3 separate regions of the Mus musculus genome follow, and all the other regions are linked to region 1. Evidence: chromatin contacts called from public Micro-C and promoter capture Hi-C data. All regions are on one chromosome and are shown on one strand. Each heading gives the region's core, a stretch centred on a gene start, on an enhancer-like site or on the middle of the called end of the contact. The rest is flanking DNA. Distances are from core to core; before and after follow the strand shown. Region 1 holds the start of Nkx6-2 (NK6 homeobox 2). Region 2 holds the start of Bnip3 (BCL2/adenovirus E1B interacting protein 3). Region 3 holds the start of Jakmip3 (janus kinase and microtubule interacting protein 3).

Region 1 (2,650 bases), core at 107-2,606:
GCGTCCCCCGCGCTGCCACCACACGGGCTAACGAGCGCCAAGTTCGAGGGTTTGTGCTTTTTGAGAAGCCGCGTGATCTTCTCGTCATCGGAGTTGGGGTCCAGGGGCCGGTTGTATTCGTCATCGTCCTCCGCGTCTGAGCCACCCACCTTCAGCTTCTCGGCATCCGAGTCTTGCTTCTTTTTAGCCGACGCCATCTCTGCCGCGTGCCGCTTGCGCCACTTGGTCCGCCGATTCTGGAACCACACCTGGGGGTTTGGGGGAGGGATCATCAGACGGGCACCGAGGCTCGCCTCACCCGACCAGCACTCCGGACCCGCCTGGCGCCAGCGCTTTCCGCGGTCCGGCCGCAGCCGAACCGCCGCTCGCCGGCCGTTCGCAGGACGCGGACTCCGGGCCCCGCCTCAATACTGCTGGACCCCGGCCCATTTCGAGCTCACCTTCACTTGGCTCTCGGTCATGCCCAGAGAGTAGGCAAGCCGCGCGCGCTCTGGGCCTGCCAAATACTTGGTCTGCTCGAAAGTCTTCTCCAGCGCGAAGATCTGCTGGCCGGAGAAAGTCGGCCGCGAGTGTTTCTTCTTGCCATCCTTATCCAGGACCCCGCCGGCTTGGGCTGCGAAGAAGAGCCAGTGAGCGCAGTCCGAGGCCCGCGCCCAGCCCCTCTCCTTACCGAATCCCGCGCGGGCCACTTACCGGAGCCGGCCAGTCGCGGGTCCCTCCAGGGAGAGCCCTGCACCACCCCAGGCCAGAAGATGGGCGGGCGCCCAGGCAGTTCCGCCAGCGGCTTGGGGTAGCCCCGAGCCACGGCGGCTGCGGGCCCGAAGTAGACACCTGCAGACGAGGCGAGCCCGTTGAGACGGGGCAGACTTCCTAGGAGGCCGCCACCCGCTGCGCCCACCGGCCGTCCCAGGATGTCGCTGATGCCGTGCGGAGTGCCTAGAGGCAACTGCGCGCCAAGGCTGCCTAGGGCGGGTGTCTTGAAGCCCGCCGGGCCCTGCAGCGCGTAGGGGAACAGCGACGTCTTCATCTCAGCCATGTTGTGCAGCGCGGCTAAAGGCGCGCTGCTCAGCACAAACGCACCCGGGCGGTTAGCGTCCATGGGCGCCGCCGCCTCCGACCCGGGCGCCCATCCGGGCCCCGCTGCCACCGCCCGCACCCGCCGGCTCGGGAAGTTTGCGCGCGGCGCCGAAGAGCGCCGGCTACGCTGGGACGGGTGGACCGCGTTTCAAACGAACGCCGACGGCCCCTACGGGAAAGCGAGAGGACCGACGGCTGTTGCGCTGAATGGGCGGCGGTCAGAGAGAAGGCAGGGATACTAAGGGCGGCGGGAGCGGCAGTGGCGGCTCCGGGGCAGGTCGGAGCGGCGCCGCGCGGGATGGACGCACTGATAACCGCGGGGCCTGGGCGCGGCGCGCGCGCTGATTGGCTGAAGGCACTGGCGACCAGGCCATTGGCCAGCGTCCGGCCCGTCTGCGCGCGCCCCCGCCGGCCATGCACTCCATGAAGGGCCCATTAGCGAGGCAGGTGCCTCCGGGACTGTAAATTTGCCCCCTGATTTATCTCCCTAGAGATGAAATAAATCCCGTTGGATGGGAGTTTAGTTAGGCAAAGGTTTTAATGGGAAAATCAGGAAAAAATACGAGAACATATTTTATCGACCGAAAGAATGTAGATTTCAAGATCCACTCCGAAAGCTCAAGCTCAGTATGCTTAGTTCAGGGAAGAGCCTGGGACGGCTGGACGCCACAGGTCAGGGCACTCCATCTTGGATCAGGGCCCAAGCCCTGTACTGGGGTTCCTTCTCCTTCCCAGCTCGTGGTGGTGTGGGCTGTTGTGAACTTGTGGGTATAACTTTTCTGGGTGGATTTTGAACGAAAAAGGGTGGACTCTAGGGACCAGATAGATTTGGCTTCCTCAGATCTGCCAAACTCTGCCAACTGAACTCACTGACTTTAGATGGCTCCAGGCAACCGGTGACCTTACTACCACACACACACACACACACACAACCTATGCTGTCCTCCCGTTCTGAAATCCTTGAAGTTGGGTTGGGGTATCTGGGAGAGGCTAGGCCGTCCCCCTTGAACTTTTATGCTTATTAGGCACTCACCTAGGAGGTTACCCGTGTCCAGACTTTGAGGCCCAGGACCAGAATTCTCCTGCTTATTGCTTTCTGGCAAGCTGGACCTCGGGCCAGAATGCAGCGGTTTTGGAATTCAAGAACCAGGACGAAAGGATCACCTTACTCACTGACTTCGGCTGGGTATGCGTTTGCAGTCTAGCGGACAGAGCACTGGCTATAGACCCGGCCTGTAGAGCCCACTAGGCCTTAATTTCTTTTCTAGTACAGGGGCCTCTCACTCCATAAAATTGTTGGGCAGTTAACTGAAGTTGCAGCCACCTAGTGCGGCGGCGCACAGCAGGATCCGAGAAGGTAGCACGCTGGCGCTTATTTCTTTCCTCCTCTTGAGCAGTGCTTACTGTTAACCTCATAATACCTAGTACTGATTGTGATACAACCTGTGGAAATAGAATCTACTGTTTCCGGTCCTGGCGATTTAAGCAGAGGCCCTGTGCAGTTTGTTAATAACGACTTTCCCCTTTTGCCCTGGTCTCCAAGGTTTCTGTCTTACGGGCAAAAGTGATCCTA
Region 2 (2,650 bases), core at 101-2,600, 670 kb before region 1:
AACTCAGGCCCACCAGGTAGCTCTCAGAAATGGACAATGGCACATAGCACCCAGGCTGGCCTTGCAAAACTAGCAGCTGTCTGCGCAGTGCTAACAGTCTGTAAAGGCTGATGCTGGGAGAGCCTTTCTGTTATTTGTGAGACAGGGTCTGGCTACAGAGCCCCGAACTAGCCTGGTACGACTGTGTAGTCCAGGCTAACCTGGAATTTGTCAAGACTCAACTTCACCCACCCCATGATGGGATTTTAGGTGTGTCACCACACCCAGCCTCACTTCCATTTTAACCTACAATCTACTTCACTGCTTGCAGTGAGCCTACTGAACTAAATTATAAGCACTTTACCCTCCTTTTGAGCTGTTGTAGCTCTCTTCCACACTACCTCCAGCCATACCCCCTCTCTGTTTTTCTCTTTGTAGACTTGGCTGTCCTGAAATTCACTCTGTAGACCAGGTTGGCCTCGAATTTACAGAAATCCCCCTGCCTCTGCCTCCTGATTGCTGGGATAAAAGGTTTGTGCCACCACTGTGCGGCTATCCCACCTCTTAACTCTAAAACCTGACAGAGGTCTGAAACCCTGTATCCTCCTCTTCCATCAGGAAGTGGCAACAAAGCAAGCCAGGGGTAAAGATTGGGGGAGAGGGGACACAGCGGCAAAGCCTGTTAATTCCAAATTCCAGCTACTCTAGAGGCTGAACCAGGAGGATCACAAGTTCAAGACCAGTATGTCTTAAAGCAATAAAATGAAAACTGGTAGTGTTGCTCGGGAAATGAGCACTTACCCAGCACGTTCAGATCTGGTTCTGTCCCCAGTACCAAGTAGGAAAAGTGAAAGGCACTACAGTCATAAATATTAATGACTTCAATCAAAGCACTGAAAATTCAACTGCAACCTCTAACTCACTTAAGCAACTCTGAACAAGGGGACGCCAAGGGCCTGAAATCTGAGCTACTCGGGAAGCTGAGGAAGGAGGATCGCAGAGTTCGAGGCTCCCCTGACCTACAGAGTCTGAAAATACAGAACTATGACAGTGTGAAGAACAGAGCAGGAAAGAAAGACCCGGCCTGCCTGTGAAGGTACTGTCTGTAAGATGCCCCGAGGCTCACCACCCAGCCCCGGCTGCACCGAACTGCATCGCGGCCTCCACTCACCGCACCCCAGCCCGCGACCCTACCGCCTCCGCGGCCCCTCTCGGCCCACTGCCTCACCCTGCAGGTTCTCCTCCCCGCTCTGCGACATGGTGGCTCGGCAAAGGAGCCCGAACCCAACTGCGACAGGCCTGGGAGGCGGTCACCGAGAGGTAGCAGGGGCAGCCTGCGCCGCTCAGTTCTGAGGCCAGGCGACACTGGACTGAGGGACAAGGGGCGGGGCGGGGCGGGACGCACGCGGCGGCGGAGCCCATTGGCTGGGGGGCGGGGCCTGCAGGTGGGGGAGGAACGCGGGGGAGCGTGTGGCACGTGCGGCGCGTGCGCCGGCATGGGCGGGGCCTGAGGCAGGAGTGCGCGGGAGGGCGGCTGTTTTTAAGGTCTAATGCAGAAGTGGACCGGGGGCTGTGCCTGAGGCTGGAGTAACTGGGACCTAGGCGGGTAGGGAAGAGTCTGGGGGCGGGGCTCGAGGTCTGAGCCTTGGGACTCCGAGGTGCGCGCATTGCAGAGGCCAAGAGGCGGGTCTTGAAGCCAGGCTGGAGGTGGGCAGACGTGGGCGGGCTCCGAGATAGGCGTGGCATGAGGACGTGCGGCCAGGTTTTTGGGCGTCTGGCCTTGGGTGCTGAGTTTGCCCCTCCTGCTCGCGGTTGACCCATAGTTCCCCAATCTCCTCCGGAACCTGCGAGCGCCAGCAATGGGAGCACACATGGTCTCGCTGTCTCTATGCACGCTTACAGATAGTTTTTTAGGTTGCATCTTTAAGAAAAATGCAGTCCGGGAGTGCTTATGTATAACTCTAGTCCCAGCCCTGGTTCGTGGCCAGGCTGGGCTGCACTGTATGAAGCTGTTTACAACAAAGCAAAACAAAAAATTTGCCAGTATTCTACTGCAGCATCAATGGCGAGTTGGGTAGTGCTGTGGTATGCTGCATGCGAGAAAGGACGGCATTTTTGGACAGGAACGGTTGGAGAGACCTTTGGAGGGCCAGTTTTGAGGATTCTGCATCCTCCCTGTAACCTACCCAGTAGCTTCTCTGTACTTGGAGGTTGGAATTCCCTCTTGATACAGTTCTGGGATAGAGAAGGGGCTTGTGAACCTCAAAAGAAGCTATCTTAGTAGCAGTGGGTCAGGTCACTAGAAGCAGCTTCATTTGGTGTTTTGTTTTTTCCCAGACAATGTCATAACCGAGGCTGGCTTTGAATTGGCTGTGTAGCAAAAGCTAACCTTGAATTTCCGATCCTACTGCTTTCGCCTCCTGAGAGCTGGGATTATAGCTATGCAGCCTTGATTTCCGTTTGTTTTGTTTGGAGTGCTAAGGTTATACGAGGGCCTTGCACATGCAAGTTCACTGCAGCTGAGCCATGTCACCAGACTGAATCTGATGTCTTTTTTTAGACAGATTCGCTTTGTAACCTACTCTGGTCTTAAACTTTTTTTCCTGCCCCAGCTTCCCAGTGGTTCCACCACTCTTAACTGAAAGCTTGCTTTCTTACAGTGCTCGGAGCT
Region 3 (2,650 bases), core at 98-2,597, 640 kb before region 1:
TGCCTCCCACCCCCGACCCACTTGCAGCTCTGTGTGTGTACATGCGCATGCGCGTGCGTGCGTGCGTGCTGGCTGTGTGATGTAGTCTGCCGGATGGTGGTCTACCTGAGGAGCTCTTCGCTCCAGTACTCACCCTCTCTCTGCATCTATCTATCCTGTCATCCAACCCTCAGAACTCACTCTGTCAGGTGAAGGCCCACCCAGACAGAATACCTATATGTTTTGTGAAGTTTCTTGTTATTCTGTGCTCAGTCTCCCATGTTCTTGGATTAGAGGCACGCACCACAATGTCTGGATGTGACAGTTACCTTTAATTGTCTTTTGGCACAACCTAGACAGAGTCACCTCGGAAAAGAGTCTCACTGAGAGATTGTCTACATGGGGCAGTCTTGTGAGCATTTCTGTGAGGATGTAATAAATTAATGTGAGAAAACCCAGCCCCATGTGGGTGGTACCATTCTCTAGGCAGAGGGACACCCCCAACCCCAAAGTGAAGAAATGGGAGTTGAACACAAGCGAATAAGCAAGTGAGAGCATGCGCTTCTCTCGGCTCTTGACTGCAGATATATGTAACTAGTTGTTTGAAGTTCCTGCCTTGACTTTCCCACAATGATAGACTATAACCTGGAATTGCATGCTGGAATATACTTATTTGTTCCCTGAGTTGCTTTTCGTCTTGGACTTTAATACAGCAGTAGAAATGAAACTAGAACACACGATCACAGGACAAAACAAACAAACAAACAAACAAAGTGAGGGAACAGAGTGCTGAGATACAGGTTTTAGGCAGAGCTCTTGACCCTAGGTTCTATGTCCAGTATCAGAAGGGGAGGGGGCAAAGAGAAGCAGGGAGGACAGAACTCTGAATGTTGGGGTCCGGGATAACATTTGTTTGCTGAAGCCTGAAAAAAACGTTTCTCTCCCTACAGAGCCCTGGAAAGCAGCTTTTGGAGCCGGGAAGCAAAGGGTTAAGGGTTGGGACACCCACGTGCAACTCGCGGGCGCTGCTCATGGCTGCTCACATCCAGCACGCAATGAGGGTGAGTGATTCCTACCACGGATAGTCCCTCGTAGGCGCGTGGCCCTGGGCGACCCGCAGGCACATTTAACCTGGATGGCTTTTAGATCCCCACACAGCACAGCGGGACCCTCTAAACCACCAGGGTCATCTTCGGCAATGTCATTTCTTACTTTAACGGACCCAGGACTTATTTCTTAAAGGAATAAGCGCAACGATCTGGGGAAGCCAAGGGGCGGGCGACGCTGGGCCGGCGCCGGCTGGAGCGCCTGCAGGGGCGGGCCGGGGTTCGGGGCGCTGCCCGTGGTGACGCGCGGCCCCCGCCCGCCGCAGCGCCACTGCGATGGCTGAGCCCGACCGTCGGACGCCGCCGCCCGAAGCCTGATCGAGGGGAACCTTGGTGAGCAGCGGTGCGATCCTCAGGATCCCACGCATCCCACAGTTGACCTGGGAGGGGATGAGGGACGCGCTTTGCAGGGCTCCTTACGCTCCACCCGCTCCTGGCACTGAATATTCAGGGCTGGCGGATGCCCTGCGCTGCGGGCTGTAGGTGGCTTGGGGTGCCGGGGATGACACCGGAATGGAGCAAGGTGGTGACGCCCAGGGTGGCGGAGATAGCACGGGAATAGAAAAGGGTGGCGATGCCCAGGGTGTATGGGGATGGCGCAGGGTAGCGACTCTTGGGGTGGCGCCGGGATGGAGCGGGATGGCACGGGGATGGAGCAGGGTGGCGGGGCTTGCTCGACTCTCCCTGGTGATCCGGGGTCCGGAGGCCTTGCCCGAGTTGGGGTGTTTGCCTCTCTGGGAGATTTCTCGCGTTCCACTGGCAATTTATTTCACTGCACCGGTTTCCCGCGGTGTGCGGGAGCAGGGCCAGCCCAGCGCAGGCCTAGGGAGCTGCCGGTGACGCTGCGCTGGGTGTGGACGCGCAGGTGCGCCGCCGCCGCCGCTGCCGCTGCCGCTGGGGACTCGTCGTCTTCACAGTACCTCCTCCAGGATGGTGCTGCCAGGCCTTTTAGATTTTTAATTTTGGGGCAGATGGTTTAAATTTTTCCCGTGTTCCCGTTTCCGGGATGAACGCACAGCAGTGGGATCTATGCTGAGGATATGCAAGGCCACCGAATTACCATTTACTTGCGTTTGGGAGTTGGTGAGAGGACGCTGGCCTGGGCACTTTTCTTAGGAAAAGGACCTGCCTATCCATTTGACCTTGCCTACTTAAAAAAGAAAATGTTAGGGTTTTTAAAAAGGCAAAAATCAAAAAAACAAAAAAACCAAACCTTCTGCTTCCCAGCTAGATTCAGGCTTCCTCCACAAGATGGTGAAATGTGCAGAGCCCTCTTTGCCGACTGCCTGCAAATACAGCTAAGCCGGCAGTGAAGCCAGTGGTGACTCAGATCTGGGCGCTCTCTGCAGAACAGCAGGACACCAGAAAAGGCTCTGGCCTTGGTTGTGGGGCCCAAACTAGAGAACAGAGTTGCGGGAGTGGGTACTTCCAGCTTGCTCTGTAGGTGGAGTGAAGAAGGCCAGGGTCCTCTTTCCACCAAGGTACCCAATTAATACACCGAGAACAAGGCCCTCTTGGCCCTCTTTTCTCAGGAAGCCAACGTGTGGTTGTGAATTTAAACCCTT

What was found. A called contact is a pair of places that touch in the nucleus more often than the background predicts. Capture Hi-C pulls out chosen DNA fragments and counts their contacts.
Region 2: a contact with region 1 is called in a Micro-C map of embryonic stem cells, with 2.7 times the contacts expected there. The contact joins the promoter of Bnip3 here to the promoter of Nkx6-2 in region 1. A contact is called at or near these places in 2 of 39 promoter capture datasets (cranial neural crest and embryonic stem cells) and 1 of 484 Hi-C or Micro-C datasets (embryonic stem cells).
Region 3: a promoter capture Hi-C map of liver shows a contact between it and region 1, with 2.8 times the contacts expected there. The contact joins the promoter of Jakmip3 here to the promoter of Nkx6-2 in region 1. A contact is called at or near these places in 2 of 39 promoter capture datasets (pre-B cells and stem cell-derived epiblast-like cells), 3 of 484 Hi-C or Micro-C datasets (all in embryonic stem cells), 3 of 115 datasets of contacts at active chromatin or transcription factors (all in embryonic stem cells) and 1 of 9 other capture datasets (liver).

What each region holds. Positions count from the first base shown.
Region 1 is chr7:139,581,441-139,584,090 of GRCm38.p6, forward strand. Nkx6-2 (NK6 homeobox 2) reads right to left here and starts at 1,357. Exons shown (of 3, transcript NM_183248.3): 1 at 694-1,357; 2 at 441-613; 3 at 1-248. The coding sequence starts at 1,099. It overlaps Gm33031 (a long non-coding RNA gene), which reads left to right and starts at 1,356. Exons shown (of 7, transcript XR_003946896.1): 1 at 1,356-2,650.
Region 2 is chr7:138,908,156-138,910,805 of GRCm38.p6, forward strand. Bnip3 (BCL2/adenovirus E1B interacting protein 3) reads right to left here and starts at 1,351. Exons shown (of 6, transcript NM_009760.4): 1 at 1,208-1,351. The coding sequence starts at 1,238.
Region 3 is chr7:138,939,383-138,942,032 of GRCm38.p6, forward strand. Jakmip3 (janus kinase and microtubule interacting protein 3) reads left to right here and starts at 1,348. Exons shown (of 20, transcript NM_028708.2): 1 at 1,348-1,418.